Regions from separate parts of the Mus musculus genome. Here region 2 is linked to region 1. Evidence: chromatin contacts called from public HiChIP or PLAC-seq data. All regions are on one chromosome and are shown on one strand. The core of a region is the stretch at or near the end of the contact, and the rest is flanking DNA. Distances in the headings are between cores, read along the strand shown. Region 1 has its middle 23 kb from the start of 6030469F06Rik. Region 2 has its middle 13 kb from the start of Gm24613.

What was found. HiChIP or PLAC-seq counts read pairs in DNA pulled down with a chosen protein or histone mark.
Region 2: an H3K27ac HiChIP or PLAC-seq map of extraembryonic endoderm stem cells shows a contact between it and region 1. The contact joins two enhancer-like sites. A contact is called at or near these places in 4 of 39 promoter capture datasets (the C10 cell line, cranial neural crest, embryonic stem cells and 1 more), 1 of 484 Hi-C or Micro-C datasets (liver) and 3 of 115 datasets of contacts at active chromatin or transcription factors (embryonic stem cells, extraembryonic endoderm stem cells and fibro-adipogenic progenitors).

What each region holds. Positions count from the first base shown.
Region 1 is chr12:31,142,423-31,148,991 of GRCm38.p6, forward strand. No RefSeq gene overlaps it. Among named protein-coding and RNA genes, the nearest start is that of 6030469F06Rik, 23 kb to the right of the region's middle. Within about 2 kb of position 3,034, at least 34 of the 459 cell types and tissues checked have an H3K27ac peak or open chromatin away from gene starts, as enhancers often do. A contact at or near this core is called in extraembryonic endoderm stem cells, where this site is marked.
Region 2 is chr12:31,242,326-31,248,894 of GRCm38.p6, forward strand. No RefSeq gene overlaps it. Among named protein-coding and RNA genes, the nearest start is that of Gm24613, 13 kb to the right of the region's middle. Within about 2 kb of position 3,491, at least 15 of the 459 cell types and tissues checked have an H3K27ac peak or open chromatin away from gene starts, as enhancers often do. A contact at or near this core is called in extraembryonic endoderm stem cells, where this site is marked.

The DNA of each region.
Region 1 (6,569 bases), core at 1,784-4,283:
GGGACCCATGGCTCCAGCCACATATGTAGCAGAGGATGGCCTTGTTGGACATCTATGGGAGGAGAGGCCCTTGTTTCTGTCAAGGCTCGATGCCTCAGTGTAGGGGAATGTCAGGGTGGGGAGACGGGAGTGACTGGGTGGGTGGGAGAACACCCTCATACAAGCAGGGGGAGGGGGGATGTGATAGGGGGATCAAAACCAGGCAAAACCAGGAAAGGGGATAAATTAAAGTTAAAATTAAAATTAAAGGAACTGTTAACATTCAGCATAATGGGTTGGTTTTCGAAGTCATGGACAACCTTGGGGCTACCTACCTTCTCCATGGTGGTTTCTGTGGCTGGCTTAGTTATGTGAGACCTCAAGATGAATGCAGCTAGGATCCCTGCCATCCTGTTCCTGGAAATTTCTTTGTGGGACACAGTACACAATTTACAGCAAGTTCTACCTGTGGACTAAATGAAGCTCAGAAATTTTGCATCCTCGACTACCTAGAGGTGGGTTGACTTCTTATTTACTTGCTGTGGAGTTACTGGATCAATCATAAAAAAATGTTTTCTATATACCTGGGACTACTCTGCCAAAAGCAAAGGAGAAATTATCCTGACTACTCAGAAAATATGTACATCTGCCTAATTCCTGTTTTTTGTTACCTTTAGACAGGAAAGTCATTTGGATTCAGTCTTCCAAGGAATTACTATAAAACTCCTGGTCTATTTGACTATCCTAATCACTACCAGACAATAAACATAATTGATTCCTTTAGAGAAGATAAAGACCCCTCAGTGCCTCAGCATGATCTGCTGAGGCCCAGTCACTCTTAGCACACAGGAAGGGACTGGACAGATTGTACACCAACCTATACCACTTAGAACCACATCATCGGAAAAACCATCAATTCCCGTTGTGAACCTATTTTCGTGTTCTTTCCCCTTAAAGGCCCATTTTTAATAGCTTCTCAGTGGGCTTCCTCCCCATAGACCAGCTGCAGAACAAGCTCAAAGGTTATCTGAGTGTCATACCTACCGAAACCCCGGAGGCCATCACGTCCACCCCTTAAAGGAAAGGATGTACAGGAAGGAAGTTGGATGTAAGCCTGATGTTAGGGCCTGAGCTTTTCCATGTATTGTTTATTGAAAGCACCTTGTTTGGGTCTCTGGGAAGTGCATTGTATTCTAACTGGGTTCTAGTAAAAGATAATGCCTGGGTTCTTAGCACTGTCTAAGTTTGGAAAGTGTTTTTAGATGAAAATGAATTTTCTACAGGCCCAAAGAAGTTACACAGAAGAAATTTTGCTCAACTATAGGCCATGTGGGATGGATGACTTTAAACTATTAACTAAATCTCTAGACAGAAAAGGAATTCTCCACTCTTTGGTTAGAAACTACTTAACACTAGCCTCACCACCTCTTCAGCCCCTGGCCAATGTTTACTGGCAATAATGTTGTCTGGCAATAATGAAATACTCAAGGTTAGGAAACTTTGACTGGAAATTTTCAGAAATTTTAGAACATTTAGAGGTGAGAGCAAAAAAAAAAAAAAAACCCTCAATATATTTCAGACTGGCACATGTGATCTACTGAACTACAGCTACAAATAGTCTAAATGACCACTTGTGTGACTTACACAGTAGCATCCTACCAATTGTCCAAGAAAGAGATGCTAAGCTGAGCATGTTCTCCAGAAGCTACACATCAAGATAGACCTGTGCATCGCCCATGATGAGACCCCACTGTGGGAGCCATTGGCCATGACAAGAGACTATGCTTCTTTAAAGCTGTCTTTTGTTTGGGTCAGAGGCTTCTGCTGCTCTTCTTAGGCAGAGCTGGGGCAAGTTTATTTACATGTGGAATTGATTTAACATCCACTGGGCTGTAGTACCAAAAAGATTTTTTTTATTTCTTCAATACTACGACACTGAAGCAAATAAGCTTATGATATGGACCTCTTAAAAGATTAGTTTGCTTTGGAAGACTCTGAAATCGTCATTAAAACCATCACTAATTTTAATCGGCAGATTTTATTGAGCAAACACAATAGTAAAGTCAAAATGAAGTAATAGAGACGTAGCCACTAAGTAAAGTCCTCGTTAAGCTTAAATTCTAACTTTGGAGATGGTCGTATAACGTGGTCTTGAAGAACTGATAAAGATTTGGGAAACAGAGCTGAGGATGACAACTAAGGTGCTGGCCTAGCATGGACAAGAATGACTCTGGGTTTTAGTCTCTGTGCAACACACACACACACACACACACACACACACACACACACACACAGCATTTAGAGAATGGATATAATAAGGTGACATATGGAGTATGGCAGAAGGCCATGGAGTAAGACAATGTTAGCATTTTAGACAGTCTCTTTGGGCTGGTGAGATGGTTCATCAGGGAAGAGCATTGACTGTTCTTCCGGAGGTCCTGAGTTCAAATCCCAGCAACCACATGGTGGCTCACAACCACTCGTAATGAGATCTGACACCTTCTTCTGGTGCGTCTGAAAACAGCTACAGTGTACTTATGTATAATAATAAATCTCTAGACAGTCTCTTTGAGGTTTTGCTGTTTAAATGGAAATGTGAGGATAAGTGAGAGAAAAGAGAAAGATTGAGGTTCGAGATCAGCTTGTACCAAGACTCTATGGCAGAAAGACTTTGTGTACTGGAAGAAGAACAGGAATGAAATGTAGCAAGTGACACAGGATAAAGAATAAAGACAAAGTGGTCCTGTGTGAGAAACAGAAAACCCTAGGGCCTGTCTACACTTGAACAAGGTATGAATATCTGCTATGAGTCAGCAAAAACATGTCTGACAAGGGCATGGGCAGGGTGTGATGGGAGGGGGAAATCTATGAGTCAGCACAAAATGTCTGATACCTGATATTTGGAGAACCCCAAAATAAACAATTACATAGTCTGTTATAGAACTATTTTTGGTAGAGTGTGACTTTTCTGTGATTCTACATGAATACAGTCTTACTATCAGAGGCCAGAGCCTTTGCCAGCCTGCCTATGTGTGTTTGTCTGTAGGCTTGTAGACCTGCCACTGTGGGTCACTGTGGCCTGTGTGTCACTGGCCCTGTGCAGCCCAAATGAACTGGCATATGTCTGGATGCTGGCCAGTAGTTGCCTATCTATCAGCAGCCTTTATCAGGAATGCAAATAGTCTCCTTGAAGTCTCTCGACCTTCTAACCTCCTTTCCTGACACCTAAGCATTCGTGTCACACACCAGGTCTGACCAGGACTGGGCCTGGAAACCAGAGTAAGGAAATACAATTAAACAAAGTTTGCTGAGTGTCTGCCCAAGACCAGTGCTATTGTTCATGTTTTCTGGTACAGAGGACTACAACAAACAGCCACTTCCTGGAGGCCTACGAAAATCTGAGTCTTTCCAGAGAGTCAAGAGCTACTGAGCAGCCCATCAGCAGTGCTTTGAAAGTCGTAAGGAGCTCTTTGGGTATTTAAGAAGAGCCTCAACTGTACACATTCGTTAAGCAAGCCTAAAGGGCAGGCTTGGCTTTTGGCACCTTCGAATCCCCAGGCTAAGCAATCAAGGTTCCTTCCAACTGACAAATGAGACCTCTCTAGTCTGCAGGGCCGGAGACTGAGCTGCGCTGCTGAGAGATGAGTAGATGGACTTCTCCTAAGTTTACAGGAGTGGTATGAAGATGTTTGTCAGGGAATCCTTCCGACCAAATAAAACTATAACATCTGAGAGGAAAAGAAGGAGAGAGGCAGAGAAGCCAGGACCCAAGGAGTTCCTTGATTTCCTGCCAGGCATCCCTTTCATTGTGTGGGGGGAAATGATTCAAACCCAAAAAGAACACTCCAAAGCATTTTCCTCTTAAATAAGATGAATTTTCCTCTTAAGTTAGTTCAACGTGAATTCAAGGATTTTTTTTTCAGATGTATACATTTATGAGATTTCTAACTCACATTTTACTTTTCTATTATATTTTTAAAACCTATCAATGGAAACAATGATATTCTGTTATTTCCTCTGCTCTTTTATTTTTAGCCAGATTGAAAGAGTAAATATAGTAGGGACGGCTTGTTTTCAATTCAAATCAGCTCTGATTCTTTATTTTTAATTTTAATGATGTTTTCCAGGAAAAACAGAAATGCTTTGTTGGCGGCTCCCAAGCCCCACCCGACAACCACACCACTGAGAACATAATTACAAGTTTCAGACCAGGAAGAGAAAGGAATTGGTGACAGCTGAAAACAGTGTTCCTTTCTGACTCTTCTTTTCTTCATGTTTTAATAAGATTCCTTTCTCCTTGTGTGGCTTCAGTGATGTCACTGTAAGAAGCTAATCCACCCAAGAGGAGAGAGTCCTCTAGGAACACATTGTATTTTCACATTTTAAAAGATCATTTCCCTTCAGAGAAATCAGAGTGTATTTCAGGCATATTACTCAGAACTCTTCACTCTTTCCATGCAGAGGAAGAAAACAGCTCTGTATCTTTCATTAGGAGAAGAAGAAGAAGAAGAAGAAGAAGAAGAAGAAGAAGAAGAAGAAGAAGAAGAAGAAGAAGAAGAAGAAGAAGAAGAAGGAGGAGGAAGAGGAGGAGGAGGAGGAGGTGGAGGAAAGGAAGGAAGGAAGGAAGGAAGGAAGGAAGGAAGGAAGGAAGGAAGGAAGGAAGGAAGGAAGAGAGGAAGGAAGAAAGAAAGACAATCTATGATGTATTGGTAATTTGAGCCCAACATGGAACTTAGTGGTATATGCTAAAGGCCAGAGAAGGGCTAAGCATGAGCACAGTCGACTTCCTGGTCAGGAGACAGACAGATGGAACCGTGCGCTTCTATCTGCGAGCCAAAGATTAAAACACATTTTGAGTTGGAAGGGAAATTGGCTGCAGACTGAAGCTCTTTCCCTCCTGGGTTCTTGCCCTTCTCTGCCTGTAAACATCAGCCCACACTGGCCCCGACCTGTGTTTGTTAGTCTCCCTGTAAGTGTCAACCCAGCAAGCCGGTCGAGGACCTGGCGAGCCTTCCTTCCACATGGAGGCTTCCTCACTCCTCTTGGCCTCTGTTCAACACTAGTCCATTTTCCCTGATTACCATACACCACATCTGGACAGCGCTTTGGGACCCAGCATCTCTGTTCTCTTCAGGCTTGTAACATGTTTCCTTTAGAACGCCCCAATTACAGCAATCAGAGGTAATCCTATCACATGGGATAGTTTAAGGTACGTGTACCCTGAAGCTTCTCTCTGCATCATCCTCATAACAAGAGCATGAACGATGTGTGCTGGATGCCATTGCATTTAGCAAGTCCTCCTGCATCCAGTTCTTACCTCGTTGGTCCTGTCTCAGGTCCACCTTCACTGACAAATGGTGTCATGTCTATCTAATACTGAAGCTGTTCCATGTGTCTGGCATTCATTCATGTCTCACGGCAGGAAAGCCTCTCTAATAGCGCTGATCACACAGAAGGCAGATCCTCCACAACACACTTTAGAGAAGAGTGGCTGTGAAGTGCAACTTTCCCAAGCTATCCACTAGGAGCTCTAACCACCCTCCATTCACAGCAGACTAGCCACTGTTTCCAGAGCTACCCTGCCCAGTGTAGCAATGACCCCCCCCAAGTTGCCACTGAGAATTAGGATATAGTTGATCCACAAGGAAGAAGCTATATAGTGAAGCGTTAATAGTTTTTAATTGAAATAATATTTGATATGGCTTGACATCTTATTAAAAGTCAATCAACCATTTTCCTTTTGTTAAATGCAGCTTCTAGACACCCTTCCATCATACGCCTGACTCATAGTTTGCTGCCTTTGGAACAATGATGTTCTAGAGAGCTCTAGGTCTCCATGAGGCCAGAGTAGGGCTGGTGCTTCAGGTCTGTGCTAACTAGTTAACTACCAAGTCCTAGCAGAATCTTGTCACCCCTCCTCCCCCAGTCACAGAGAGGGCCACAGAGTTCCATTCCAATGTGGACTAACCCAATTCGAATTTCCTGTCAGGTGACAAAAGTGTAGCTCCAGTGTCTGCTAGGACCTGCTGACAAAAGGCTGGGTTGTTTTCAGTGTATTCCGGCTTGCTAGTCCTAGTCACGTGCACTCTAGGTATTTGTGCAAGAAAATGAACTCCCTTTGAACCCGCTGGAAGTGGCCAAGAACTCCTTGGGGAGTGTGTGGCACTGCCACACAGTGACCCATCAAACCATGCACGTGGCCAGTCAGGGTGGAACCTTTACTGCCCTCATGTGGATTTCCTGTTATGTCAGGCACAGATGGGAAAGCCTGCAGGCCATCAGCTGTGTGAACGTAATTGCAGAGAGGTCCTTGATTGCAGAGAGGCTACTAGCAGGGTTGAACATGATACACGGGTCTCTCACCGTCACTAATCATCATCTTGCTGAGTTTTTCCTTACGTCTTGATCATGTCAGCATCAGACTGGACCCGGAGGCTGTTCCACTTCAGCCACCTCATTCTGACCTTTAAGATCCAGGGGGCAGGCATGAAACCCCCTTCAGAGCCAAAAATGTACCATATTAGCCCAAAATTTTGGCTTCCTGGCTTTCTTGTGGAAAGCAAAAAACAAAATAAGCCCAGACTCAAGTT
Region 2 (6,569 bases), core at 2,241-4,740, 100 kb after region 1:
CTGTTTTAGGGTCTGTGGATCCTAAAGAACAGATGGAAAGCTGTCTACAGAAAGGACTACCCAGAAATTTCTCTTCAAGTCTACGTTGTAGAGCTTCCCTATCCGGCATTGGGATCTACAAGCCTCCACTGAAAGATTGTGCAAAACTGGCCCAGAGAGTCAAAAAGTATGACTGCCATGAAGTCTGATTTTAATCTTCTCCCTTCCCCACCCTTCTCCCTCTCCCTCTCCCTCCTCTCCCTCTCTTTTTGTCTCAGTTAGGATTTCTATTGCTGTGATGAAACACTATGATCAAAGGAAGCCAGGACAGGAACTCAAGCCAGGCAGGAACCTGGAGGCAGACGCTGATGCAGAGACCATGAAGGGATGCTGATGACGGCCTTGCTCTTCATGGCTCGCTCAGCCTGCCTTCTTATAGAACCCAGGACCACCAACCCAGGGTGACTCCACCCACAATGGGCTGGGCCCTCCCCTATGAATAACTAAGAAAACACCGCCTACCCCCAAAAAGAAAGAAAATGTCCTTCAGCCACATCTTATGGAGGCATTTTCTCAACTGAGGACCCTTCCTCAGCGATGATGCTAGCTCGTGCTCAGTGTTGATTGGAGTGGGGATCGTGTGCAACCGCGATGCATGTAGAGGTCAGAGGCAACCTCAGATGCTGATCTTCACTTCCCTTTGCTCGAGTCAGAATCTCACTACTACCAGGCTAGCTGGCCTGTGAGTCTCCTGGATTCTCCTGTTTCTGTCTCCCACCTCACCACAGGAGCACTGGGTTGCAGACCCACAGTATCTGGATTTACATGGCTCTAGGGGTCCAGACTGGTCTTCACTCTCACATGGCAAGTGCTTAACCCACTGAGCCATCACCCCAGATCTAAGTTGGTTTGGGTTTTGGTTTTGTTTTTTGTTTTTTGTTTTTTTTTTTTTTTTTTTTTTTGCTTGGTTTTTTGTTTGTTTGAAGATAGGGTTTCTTGCAGCCTAGCTAGCCTTGCGTCTTGCTATATAGCCAAAGATGACCTTGAGCTTCTGATCATCCTGCCTCTACCTCCAGAATTCTGGAATTACAAGTCTGTGCCACCACATCCATGTGGCTTGTGGACACAACACAGAGCTTTGTGCATGCTGGGCAAAAACACTCTGCCAAGTGAGCAAGATCCTCGAACCTCAAAAAAAAAAATCCATATTCTTTACTCCAGTGGTAAGGATGGAATCCACTCTAGCGTTCTCATTAGGACACCTACCTTCACATTGGTATCCCATTATAGACAAGGTGATAAGCATTTTTATTTTAAAAACAGTTCATTTGCAGTGGCACTCTTCAATTATCCTGATTTTACAGGGATCAAAGTCTACATGAGAATCGGTCAGAGTATGGGAAGGGTTAAAGAGTTTCTGTTTGCTAAATGACAAAACTACATAGTAGCCGTGGAGTTTTGCAAAGAGAGCAACAACCTGATGATTGACACCAGAGGCTGATCTCTGACTTCCCCACCCACTCACACACTTGTGCATACCTACACATGCATGCACCTGCGCACACATAAACACACCCACAAATGGTCTTAAGGAGGAGGATAAATCAGAACAAAGAATAGTGATGCATGTGTTTGGAAATGCCACAGTAAAACCCATTGCTTGATATGCTAACTTGAGTAAAAACAATCTTAAATAGAGGGGTGACAGTTTTGTAGATAATCCACTACAATATTCTGTATATTAAAAATGAAAAGAAGTCAATTAAATATTATGTTGCTGCCTATTGGGTTTTTAGTTGTGAGAAGGAATCAACTGAAAGGATTTAATAGCACACAAAGCCGAAGAAATGGCTAAAGAAAGTGTAGCCAAGGAAAACTGTGCATCTGGGAATATGGCCAAGGTCATACCAGGCCACCAAAGATGGTGTCCTGGCTTCTCGCTGTCTTCTCAGTAACTTAGAGCTGCTTGGGCCACTCATGTCACTGTTTTCTAACTGCACATTCTTGAGTATCCAGTTGGCTGAGCCTCCATCTGTGCCCTGGTGGCTCTTCTGGCTTTCATGGCAAAAAGGAATATTGCTTCCACCCATCTTTGGAATCCTCCAAAGAAAGATTTAATGGATGCCTGACACCTACAAATTTACAAATATCATTGGGGCATGATGGTATCACCTTTAATTCCAAGTACGAGGAAGGTAGGGGGACAGAGCAGGCAGGTCTCTGTGAGTTCAAGGTCAGCCTGATCTATAAGACAGGTTCCATAATCAGTGTGTGGGGGTGAATATATATATATATATATATATATATATATATATATATATATATATATAATTTCCCCTTAAAGTCCATCTGTTTGACTTCTAAATAAATTCTTATGCCATTTTCACTTTTAAAATAAATAAATGCTCCCATCTTCTTCCCACCATAGCAGATGTAGAAAAGCCTCAGTTCAGCATGGATCTGGGATCTCCTGTGTTCTAGCTTGCTTCTCTCTTGCTGTAATAAATGTCATGCCCAGATGCAACTTGGGGAGGCAGGGGGTGGTTTGGTTTACACTTCAAGGTGACAACCCATCACTGACGGAAGCCATGGCAGGGACTCAAGCAGGAGCAGAGGCATCCCCGAGGGCACGTGGGTCAAATCTTGGTCCCCAGCTATGGCAATGTTAGGAGTTGGTGAAATCTTTATGAAATGGGTCACAGTTGGAAAAAGTAAAGTCTGGGAGTGGAAATGGGACAAGCCCTTGGAGGACATACCCAAAGCCAGACCTTCCTTGTCTTTTTCTTTTCTTCTGGCTTCCCTAAGGTCAATAATCCTATGCCATGCATTCTGCCGTGATGCACCGAGCCACCACATCCCCAAAGCAATAGGGCAAAGCAGCCATGTGAGCAAAAGGGGCTTTTCTTCCTTTTAAGTTTTTTTATCTCTAGCATTTCATTAGAGTAGCAGAAAACTGATTAACATACACCTATATACTATAAACTATTAACTGGCAATATGGTTAACATATATTTTAATCCTTCTACAAAATAAGTTACTCTCATTGATATGCATACATTGTCTTTGTCTCTACTTCAAGTATTCTAATAGTCTCCTAATTTTGACAGAAAAAAAAAATTTTTTTTCTCCTACACTGGAGGTCTGATGGGATTAACACAGAGATGTCTAGACAGATTCTGAGCTTGTTGGACCAGGAATGAATGAGATGTAGGATGGGATAGCCAAGGTCCAAGTAGTAGCCAGATTCAAGGTCACTGAAACTGACAGGTACAGTAGCAGGAACAAGCAATGATGCTGAACATGGAAGGTATAGGAGAATGTTCTATGACCTTGGGAGCTCACAGGCCATGGGAGGACTGGTAAATATGCAGGACCCCTGTTACGAAGGCCAGGGAAAAGTATGCAACCCAGCTCGTCACATCAGAAATTCCACATGAAGATCAGGAAACAAGTTCCCCAAGAGACAGCCGAGCCCCTCAGGATGACTCTGCCTGTTGTAGGTTAGAAACCTATCCAGGCAGAGTAGTGAAGAGCCAGGTGGCAACAACCAGGCAAAGTTACTATAGTGACACAATGGCATAGCGGGAGACCAGGACACATTGTGTGGTGTGTTTGTGTTTGTGTGTGTGTGTGTGTGTGTGTGTGTGTGTGTGTGTGTGTGGAGAGAGGGAGAGGGGGGGGAAAGGGGAGGATGGTGGTTGCATGCAGCCTCGCATAGACTCTGCCCAGCCTCCCAGCAGGAACGAAAGGACCCAGCTGGGAACTTTGCATATACAGCAAGTTACAAAGTTACAAAGGTGTGAGCAGACTGGTGAGAAGCCCTTGGGCTCCTCCTGTAGCATCCTGGAACTAGCACCAGGCAGGGAGAGCATCAGAGAGAAGGGCTTTGACTAAAAAGCTTTAGACTGACTATCTGGAGGAAAGCCACTTATCAGGAGATGGATGGGGTCTTTGGTCAGTGGATGCTGCCAGCTGTGATGATTCAGGAGGAGTTCTTGGTACATAAACACACTGGGGTAGGGATGCTCTCTCTTGCTGAGTCTCTTACAGACTGACCCTTCCATGCAGATCAGCCTTCCTGGGCAGAGAGCAGGACTAGGGAGAAAAGAGACTCCGTGACTCATGGGTTAAATCTCCCTTGGACACTGCAGGCTTGTATGTGAGAGGGAACATGCCTCCCACTCAAGCTGCATGATTTGATCTCTTGAAAAGCCAGAGCAGCATCTTCATGCGTACGATGTTAGGGGCCTCAGATCCTCTTCACTCTTCCCTGTTTCGGGGGAGGGAAGGATGGTGGACCTAGGGCGAGGCAATCTGTACAAATCCTGCCCCTGAAGCAGAGGCTCTGCATTTCCTTCAGCTGTAAAATCCTATCTAGTCCCCTTCCCAGGGTGACTGAGCTAATTCGTGTGATAGGCTTTGGGGAGAATGAGGAGGTCTGAGCTCCTCAGCCATCAAGATTGTTACACTGTGTATGGAACTCACACCCAGAGTAGCAGACTGCCTGACCTATTGTTCTCATAGTCCCTGACTCTATCTCTCCAGTCTAACAAACCAGCCCACATAGAAAAAGCCCTGGAAAACCACAGCCACTGCATTCAACTAGTGTAATTAATGAAAGCCTCTAACCCTCTCCATTGTCCTGGCTGACGTGTCTAAGCAGATAGTAAGCTCCAGGATAGCCCAGGGTATGTGTTCAGTCACGTTTTTCGGTCCTCCATAGAAGTGAGATCAGCACAGAGCACTCTAAAGCAATGGTAATCATTTAGAGAAATTGATCACAAATTGATGCAAGCCAAGCTGGCCTCAGACTGTCAATGAACAAAAGTACAGTTGACTGTCACACGAAACTGGTCATCTTACGAGTTAGTCCCTCTAAAAGTGTACACTGAGAGCTATAAAGACCTTTCTCTCAGCATTCAGAGACAGTGTGTCAAATGTGTATGAAATGTGTAAGACAAGAAAATTTCCGGGCTGGTGAGATGGCTCAGCGGGTAAGAGCACTGACTGCTCTTCCAAAAAAGGTCCTGAGTTCAAATCCCAGCAACCACATGGTGGCTCAAAAAACCATCCATAACGAGATCTGACTCCCTCTTCTGGAGTGTCTGAAGACAGCTACAGTGTACTTACATATAATAAATAAATAAATAAATAAATAAATAAATAAATAAACCTTTTTTAAAAAAAGAACATTTCCTCATCACAATAACTATAATTTCTTATAACAAAATTTTAAAACTTTTGCATCCCTTTGTGTCCAAGAAATTTTTACACAACCCTAGGGATATAGGTCCATAGACAGTTACAAAAATATAAACATTTACTGATAATAAATCTTAGCAAAATTAATATTAAAATACTACTTTTGTATGCATATAATCTTACTATTTATTAGAAATAAAAGCAAATTTATATAGACAATAATATTCCCTTTCGCATAAAGAACTAAACGGGAGCTTGAGGGATGATGGCTCAGTGATTAAAGCACTTGCCACTGGAGCATGACAGACTGAGTTTGGGTCTGCAGAACCCACAGAGAAATCTAACCACAGTAATGCAGGCATGTGCAGGCCCAGCAGATGAGAGAGACAACAAGGGCAGAGTGGCTGGAAACTCAGCAGCCTGGTATATACACCAATGAGCAAGAGAGACCTGTATCCCACTAGATAGATAGGTAGATAGATAAGTAGGTAAGTAGATTGATTGATGAATAGATAGATAGATTGATAAATAGATAGATGGAATTTGAAAATGTCCTTTATCCTGGGGCAGGGGATGTGAATCAGTGTACTTGCCTACAATGTGCAGATCCTGGGCTCAATTTCAACTACTACGCACCTGCAAAATCATGATGACGATGACACTATCACAACAATACTGTTTTTCTTGTAACTCCTTCTAGTTCCCAACCAAGCCCAACCACGTTCTTATCTTGCTCCTTTTCCTTTTGCTTCCCAGATCTAGCCTCTTCCCATAGCACCGGGGTCATCCTCCACTGCTCTGTATGTTAAGTTAAACACGCTGTTGCTGTTTTCCAGTCCATTTGACCATAAATTAGAGAGAGCTGCTCCCTGGGGAAGGTCATGGCCTCAGACAGGCTCCAGCTGTACTTCCTGGGCTGAGTTTATTGAGCCAAAAGGATGGAGAGCTGTTGCTTTCCATTCTAGCAGCCTCCATCCTGGAAACAGATTGCCCTACCCAGCAAAGAACAAGAAAATTCAAGGGCACATCTAAAAACATTTATAAATATAAGGGCTTATATTTACACATAATTATAGGATCTAATGTAAAATTTACATATGCATAAATCTGATATGCAAGCCTCTCAGTAGACTTTAGCCAGCAAATGTTTGGTCAAGTCTCTGTGTGCATCGGCTATGGGTACACACTCCTTTTTGAACCACTCCTCCAAAAAAAAAAAAAAAAATGATAAGATGCTTTCTCGTTCCTATTCACTGGACAGCTAATCAGACTTCTTTGCAGCCCTAATTCTGCCGAGTTGTGGGAGTAAAGAACTTGAGAAGCCTAGCAACCGAAGGCCTCACAGGCATCACCTGACACAGCTTTGAACTTCAGGTTCACACTCCCTA